Linked DNA regions of Columba livia: region 2 is linked to region 1. A link is a contact called in public Hi-C data. All regions are on one chromosome and are shown on one strand. The core of a region is the stretch at or near the end of the contact, and the rest is flanking DNA. Distances in the headings are between cores, read along the strand shown. Region 1 holds the start of VEGFA (vascular endothelial growth factor A). Region 2 has its middle 100 kb from the start of TMEM63B.

Region 1 (3,608 bases), core at 256-2,755:
AATGCCTGCGGTAACCCCAGTAAGACAAAGCTGCCTTTTTGCCCTTCAAATACCTTCCCAGAAAGCAGCGTGGTGTTTGTCTGGCAAAATCTTCACCCCTTCAGCATGACACCTTTCTGCACACTGGGGCAATGCTCAGCCAGTGCAGGCAGCCCCCCTGAACCAAGGTGGGTTGCCAATGGATGAAGAGAAATAAAACCCAAATGAGGACAACCCCCTACTCCACTCCTTTTTAGCACATAGGTGCTAAGAAATCACTGTGTCTGAAAAGCGAAGGCCTTGGGGGGACGGATGATGAGTGTGATCACAATTTGTCCTCGCTGCCCCCTCCCCCCAAATGGCTCCGCTGGACTTTGGAGCAATTCCCACGGGCAAGGTGAATTTTGACCCGAACGTGCATCCATCGGCAGGGCAGAAAGGGTGGAGGAAGCGCGGCCCGTGGGGCGCCCGAGGTGAAAGGCAGGGCAGGAAGGCTGGGGGGCGAAATGTTGCGAGCCACGGGGGACTGCGGACCCGAGTGGAGAGGGCGGGGAGGGCGGCAGAGGGGCCGCGGACCCCTTTACCTCCGTGGCCTTTCCCAGCGAAAAAAGGGAGGGGAGGAGGGAGGAGAATAGCTGTGGAGGGGTGGGACTTTGCCGGAGCGTCTCTCCCCGCGTCCGCGCCGAGCAGTTGCAGAGCGCCGGCGAGCGGGTGGCGGGGCGGGCGCTGCGCGGGGAACGGGCGCTGCGCGGAGCCGCCGCTGGAGTGCGCGGAGTGCGGCTGCCGCCGCGCCGGGGGCGAGGAGCGCACGCCGCGCCGGCGGGGGACAGCGCGCCGCGGGAGCAGCCCTCCCCGGGCACCGGGACCTGCTGTTGGCTTGCCGCCTTGCTTTATCCTCTCGTTTAATTTATTTTTTCCCCACCTATACTTTGATCCGCTGGGATTTTTTTTCCCTCCCTTTCCTGCAGAGCCTCCCTCCGCCCCAGTTCCCTCCCTCTCTAGTCAGTTTGGATTTTTTTTTTTTTATATTCTGATTTTTTTTCTAAAGCGGTGGACTGAGAGAGGGAGAGACAGAGAGGGCAGGAGGAAAGCGCTCTCTTCATCCCCTCCGCCACCACCACCCCGACTTGCGGAGAGGGGTCGGGCCGAGCGGCGGCAGCGGGATCAGCCCCTTACCGCCAGGGAGGCGACCCCGGCTCGGGGAGCCGCCGGAGGCAGCTGCTGCGAAGAGGGGACGCAGAAAAAGAGATGCATTGAAACTTTCCGCGCAAACTTTGGCGTGAGTGCTTGAAACTGAGCGATCGCGGCGCGGGTGACTGCCTGCCCCGGCGCGGAGAGAAGCGGCGGCCGCGGACGAGCGCCGCTGTGGAGCTCGGACTGCCCGGCGGCGGGGGCCGGGCGGCGGCGGGGCGGCCGCGGAGCCTGCGCTCGGCCCGGTGGAGCGCCCACCGAAAGCAGCAGCGGAGGCCGGCGGAAAGCCGGGCTGATGGAGGGGTGAAACCGGAGACCCCGAAGAGGAACACCTTTTTCCCGGGAGCCTCTCGCAGCGCCCGACCGGCGGCACCCCAGGAGGCGGCGGCGGGCACGGAGGAGGCGCGGGCAAGAGCGCGGCGGGGCGGCGGCGGCGGCGGGGCGACGGCGGCGAGGCGGAGCGCGGCGGGCCCCGCTCCACGGCGTGTGCCGGCAACCATGAACTTTCTGCTGAGTTGGATCCACTGGGGGCTGGCGGCGCTGCTCTATCTGCAGAGCGCGGAGGTAAGCAGCAGGGACGGGGACGGCGGCGGGACGGGGGCTTTTGTACCGCACGTACGGTGGGGGCGGGGAGGCGGCGGAAAAGACTTTTTTCCCCCCTTTCTTTTTGGCGCCCCCCTGCCTTACTTCCCACCTGCTCGGTGCGGTGCCGCCGCGCTGCTGGCACCGTGTCCGGGTGGGTGCCTGCAGCGCACACACGTGTGTATGCGTGCGTGCAATGCTGCAAACGGGGGATGCGGGGGGGGGGAAGCGCTGCCCGGTGCTTCGCAGGCCCCCGGAGCAGTCGGCAGCGCCGTGCGGAGTGCCCGCGCACGTGTGCGCGCACTGCACGCCCCCGGCGTGGGGCTCCCGCGGCGGCGGGGCCGTGGGGTCCCGGCGGGGCCAGTCCCGGGGAGCTGCTTGGGGCAGGGAGGCAGCGCGCTGGCTTCTTGCATCAGCCTCGCCGCCCGTCCTCGGGTCTCCTGACATTGCAAAAGGGTGTTTCGGCGGTATTTGCCTTGGGTCCCAGCTCGGGTTCGTGCCGCCGAGTGGAGTTCAAAATACCTAGCTGGAAAAACAAATAGAGATCAAAGAGGACAAAATGGATCCTGAATTTCTTCCAGATTGATTTTTTTTTTTTTTTCAAAATACATATCTCCTGCACCGAGGTTACAAAACCGTACATTTTTCTCTTCTCCTCCTCAGTCACTTTTACTTTTGCCTCATTGTCATTCCTGCGAGATTAAAAGCCAACTCTTTCTGCTTTTCTTTTTCTGTTTTTTAAGAAAAAGGAAAGGCAGCTTTCTGTGCAAACGTGTCCTATAAATCTGTTTTCTAAAGAGTCAAGAGAGCTGTGTTGCCAAGAGATATTAAGGGGTTTAGACAGAGTGCCCACGTGAAAGTGGCTATTCCCTGGGCGGACCCGGATTATGTTTTAAAGGCTATAACAGGTTAGTTCTCTCCTGCCATTTCTCCTCGGCACTTGTGGAGAATGCGGGGCCAGATCATCTCCCACAGTTGTGAAAATAAGCGTCGCTTGCAAACTAATCAGTTATTCACATTGTTTGTTCAGCACCGATACTGGAAGGTAACTCCCCAGTTAGGAGCCATTTCAGCTGTAACTGAAGTAATGCAGGCACTGCATGCTTTGTTTCTAGCCTGTTATATCTCTTACTTTCGCCACTGACAGCCGCACATTAGGCTGTGCTGGATGGGAACTGAGGCGCAGCTCTTGAGTGTGGCACAGAGCTGCTCCCTGCTGCCTGCCTGCCAGATTTGGCTCGTGGGACAATTCTTTCCGCTCTCCATGAGTTTTTCCACCGTCATGTAAAACGGGGATTTCTTTGCCTCGCAGGTCCTCGGTAAACTTGTACAGTAGAGTCAGTTCCTCTGCTGTAGGTTAGACAGCTCTGTATTGATGTCTAGTGATAATACTCTTTAACCCTCCCCTCGCTCCTTCTCCCCTCCCCTTCCTCTTCCCTGGAGGAAGAAACGCAGATCAGGTAGAGTCCAGGTCTGTCTGTCCTCAGGAGTCACGTAGAAGCCTCCTGTTACCTTTTCTCCTAGGCAGGAGGATGGTGCCGGTGAGAAAAGAAAGAGGATAACGGTGGGAAGAAAAGTAGGGAGGAATCACGGGATGTCGGTGGGGTTGGGGGGAGATGTCACAGGGCTAGATAAGTGAGAGATCGGGAGATGTTGAGATAGCTGGGTGATGCGGGCCATATAAGTGCTCTGGCAGATCAACGGTGAGGTCTGCCCTTCAGTTCTGTCCTTATTTGTCTGTTGATCGCCTGGGCACCACGGTGATGGGAACGTTAGAAATACCAGCAGATCTCACGTAGGCAGCTTGACAATAACTCTGGGCATGGCAGAAGGCATGACTCTTCATGCCGGGTCTA
Region 2 (3,837 bases), core at 805-3,304, 250 kb after region 1:
AAGTTGGGTTGGTAGCTGTCTACAGGCAAGGGAAATGGGCGAGTGTGCTGTGGGATCCTACAGAGCAAAGCTGGGAGCTGACACTCTCACCCCGAACCCAGCGGTCAGTGCAAAGAACCTACACAACATCTGGGAATGTGGAAGTGCCCGGTGGCCTGCAGATGCACCTGTCTCAGCAGCACAACCTTCTGTTCATCCTGCTCCTCCTGCACCAGAAATCCAGCTTCACATCTTCAACAGCACCCACTCTGTCCCAGCTCCATGGCCCTTGGGATAGATGGGGTGGGGAAAGCCTCTCTTGCAGAGGTGCCAGGCACCCTACAGCCCTCACGTGTCAGTGAGGGCATCCCCAGTTTTGGGTACTCAAATTCCGAGCCCCTAGTGGCAGTATTCATTCTTCGGAACTGGAAGGCGGTTGTCTCTTTCCATGCCTCCTCCTTGGCTCCTGTGACACACTGCTCCATCCTTTCTGCAGCCTCGGCTCAGTGACAGGGCAGAGCCGCTCGTATTGAGAGCTCTCCCCAAAATCAAGCAGAATGCAGGTCACGCTAAAGATCATACAGTCAGAGAACATCTGATACCACAGAAAACACCAACACTATTTTTTATGTTTTCAGGCCTGTAACAAAAAATGAGAGCTCCTTGCTTGTATTCAGACTGTCTGGTCCAACAACACTTGCCACATACTGAATGGGCCATGGCCTGGGAAGCTTGTCAGCAGCTCCAGAAACAGGTCCCTGGGAGGAAAGATGGACCACATGGCATAGAGCCATTTTCTGAGAGCTGGTCAGAGAAACAAAGGAGCTTTTTCTTCCATGGGAAGATGCTGAATCATCAAAACCCCACACTTTTCATAGGGGCACATCAGTTTTCATGACATTTCTGGGAAGAAGTTTCTCTGATGCAGGATTGAAAGGTGAAGGCTATTTTGGGGAGGGGGAGGGAGAAGGGCAGAGAGCTGAAGGAGGCAGATAGGGAAAAGGCGCTAGAATCGTAACCGTACTCAGTCCACTGGCCAGGCAATGTGAGAGACAGTCCAAGTTTTGCTCTGCCTGATCCAGAACCAGGGCTGGGTCTGCTCAGCTGTGTGCTCTGAGCAAACACCTGTATGCTAAAGAACAGCTGGAGGAGACAGAGGGAAGATGTCTCTCCCTGTATAATTTTCAGAAGACGTGCTTGAAAAGGTCTGGGTTTGTCCCATGTCAGAATAGCAATTCTGACACCCTGCAAATGCCTATATGTGAGGACTCAGCTCTCCTAGCCAGATAGATGGTTTGAATTCTCCTACACCTCATCTACATCCTTCCAGCTCATCAAGCAGCAGGAGTGTCTGTGCCATACGTCAGGGTCACATCCCTGCAAGGACAAAATGACCCGGGATAAGAAGTGAGACTTCTCCTCCAGTCAGAGAACCACTTTCTTTCTTTTTCACACACCAACTTTATCAGCCAAACTCTGTCACACCGGCATGGAGCAGGTTTTTGGGCACAAGAACACTGGCTTCCTGTGTGCTATGCTGATTTACCCCAGTGGGGGACCTGGGCCTCTGCAGCACAGCAAAGATGCTCCCACGCCAGCATTCAGCCCTTTCTGGAACAAGCCCACAGGAGCACTCCAAGTTCCTATCCCAACCTGTCAGAAATGTGTCAAGCTGCTGCTGCAATATCCACCTGGCACACAAACACTGCTCTTTAGGGTCACTCTCTTCCCCCAACAGGTCCGGCCCTGTCTTGTAGGCCCTTGCTGCTGGCTGAAATGCATTTTCTTTTGGCAGACAGATGCATTTGTTCAGCTGGCTCTGCTCTTTTTCAGGGATCATCCACAGTCCCTGCAGCTCTCACTCTGAGCTCGCTTCCTTTTTGGTGCCCCTGGAAGTGCAGCCTTTTCCAGGTCATTTACACCAAAGCTGAATTCAAAAGGGACCTGATGTGTATTTTTTTTGGTGGGCCAGGCTTTTGCAATGCAGAAATCCTCCTCTGGTGTAGCAGCTCTGTTCTCCCAACAGGTAGCCATTCCCATGACTAGTACAGATATTCATTCTTCCTCGTGTGTGACTGGGAGCCTTAATTCCTGGGAAGGAAGAGCACAGCATGACTTGTATGGTCCACAGTGTTACAGGCCTTTGAAACCCTGCGTTTTCTAGTCCTTCAGCTTCTCACTGACTCCAAGAGGCCGAAATTTAAAGCAGGTCTGTGCTCTAGCGAGTAACTGATGTAATTACGCTCACTTGTTACAAGGGGAAGCTTTCACAGGAGGGGGAGGCGGTGGCCCCACGCCAGGAGGTGTGTCCCCGATGACAAGCCGTGCAGCCAATCACAGCCCTGAAAGATCATCACATTCATACCAAAAAGAAAAGAAACCGCCCCTGGGTATTTATATTGAGAGAAAAAAAAAAAAAAAGTTGGCAAAGAAAGAGAAAAAGAGACTGAGAACCTGCAACTTTGTTAACTAACTCTGAAGCTGAATTCAAAAAGGCCAGGCTGGTCCCCCTACAAATCTTGCTTCCCATCCCCTCCCCTCACTCAAAGCATCTCTGGTAATCAGTCTGTTAAGCTGGAGTGAAAACTTCAGCTGCTTGAAGTGGTCCCTCTCTTCTCCTGGCAGACAACCTCATAAGCTGCCGCCTGCCCCAGCCTGAGCAGAGCTGGCCCTGGGACCGCCCGGGTGGCCTCTTGGTACCGGCAGGGTAGGGAGCAGGACGGGCCAGGAGCCCTGATGATTAATAATTACCTGTGCAGCGCTCAGCACGCCAGCGTGGGCTCCCAGCTCCCTATATCTATGTTGAGCAGCTGGGAAAAGAGAAGGCAGGTTTAGCTTTAACCAAAGGGTAAATGGTCAGCATTTACAAATGCTGTACCACCAAAAACCAGCCAGCCACAGGTTATTTATGCCGCTTACACAAGAGGACTGTGCAGTCCAAAGGATGAGGGGACCTGTAGCAGCCTAGAAAGCCTGTTCTCTGCCACTGGCCTGTTGGGTGAACCAGGGGAAACAACACGCTTCCTCCCCATGAGCTGCGTTTCTTTCCTGCGTGCTCTTTCTGCTGCCTCTTTCTGCCTGGACTGCCTGTTCCCCCGAGTACAGACTGTCTCTGACCGCGTTTGTGTGGAGCCTCGCACAATGGGGCTGTAACCTAACCTCAGCGCGAACATACTGCCATTAATAATAATAAAAATGCCCATCACACCCCGCAGCGGCTGCGGACAGGGGCCCGAGCGGCACCAGCCCCGCTGCCGCCAGGGGCCCGTTGGCCGGGGGAGGCCGGTGTCCTCTCGCAGCCCGCAGACCCCTCCGCGGCTCTGGCTGCAGGGAGAAGGCGGCAGCACCTCTGTGCTTTGCCGGGGGCGGAGGGGGTCATTCCCCGCCCGGAGAAACTCCCAGCCGAGCTCCGAGGCCCCGGGTAGAGCCGCCGCCCCGCACGGGCAGGCCGGGCCGGGGCCTGGGTCGGGCCGGGCCGGGGCGAGACGCAGGGCTGCCCTGCCACCTGCCGGCAGCAGAGGCTCCGTGCGAGGCCGGCTGGGGGCGAGGAGCGGCGGGAGAGCCCACGGACATGCGTGGGAGACACCCCCACCCCGGCCGTCAACCCCCCATCCGCGGGCGCTGCCAGGGGGGAGCCGGGGGGCTCCGCTCAGCCGTGCCCCTGGGACGGGGACCTGCCTCGCCTGGCTCCCAGCTCAGACAGCACATCCTCGTTCTTGCCGGCCTGTGTCAGCGTCCGAGGGCCCCCAGGGCTCTTCCGAAACCGAAGCCGCAGGGGTTGCCCGTGGGTGTCCGACCCGTGGGCTGCGGAGCTGCCCACCGAGGGCCAAGGTACTGGGCCAAGCGGTGGCCTGGAAG

Evidence for each region. A called contact is a pair of places that touch in the nucleus more often than the background predicts.
Region 2: a Hi-C map of crop shows a contact between it and region 1, with 3 times the contacts expected there. The contact joins the enhancer-like site here to the promoter of VEGFA in region 1. A contact is called at or near these places in 2 of 2 Hi-C or Micro-C datasets (crop and liver).

What each region holds. Positions count from the first base shown.
Region 1 is chr3:87,393,000-87,396,607 of bColLiv1.pat.W.v2, forward strand. It overlaps VEGFA (vascular endothelial growth factor A), which reads left to right and starts at 1,506. Exons shown (of 6, transcript XM_065058086.1): 1 at 1,506-1,734. The coding sequence starts at 1,669. It also overlaps a transcript of RSPH9 not described here.
Region 2 is chr3:87,647,232-87,651,068 of bColLiv1.pat.W.v2, forward strand. No RefSeq gene overlaps it. Among named protein-coding and RNA genes, the nearest start is that of TMEM63B, 100 kb to the right of the region's middle. Within about 2 kb of position 2,055, at least 3 of the 3 cell types and tissues checked have an H3K27ac peak away from gene starts, as active enhancers do.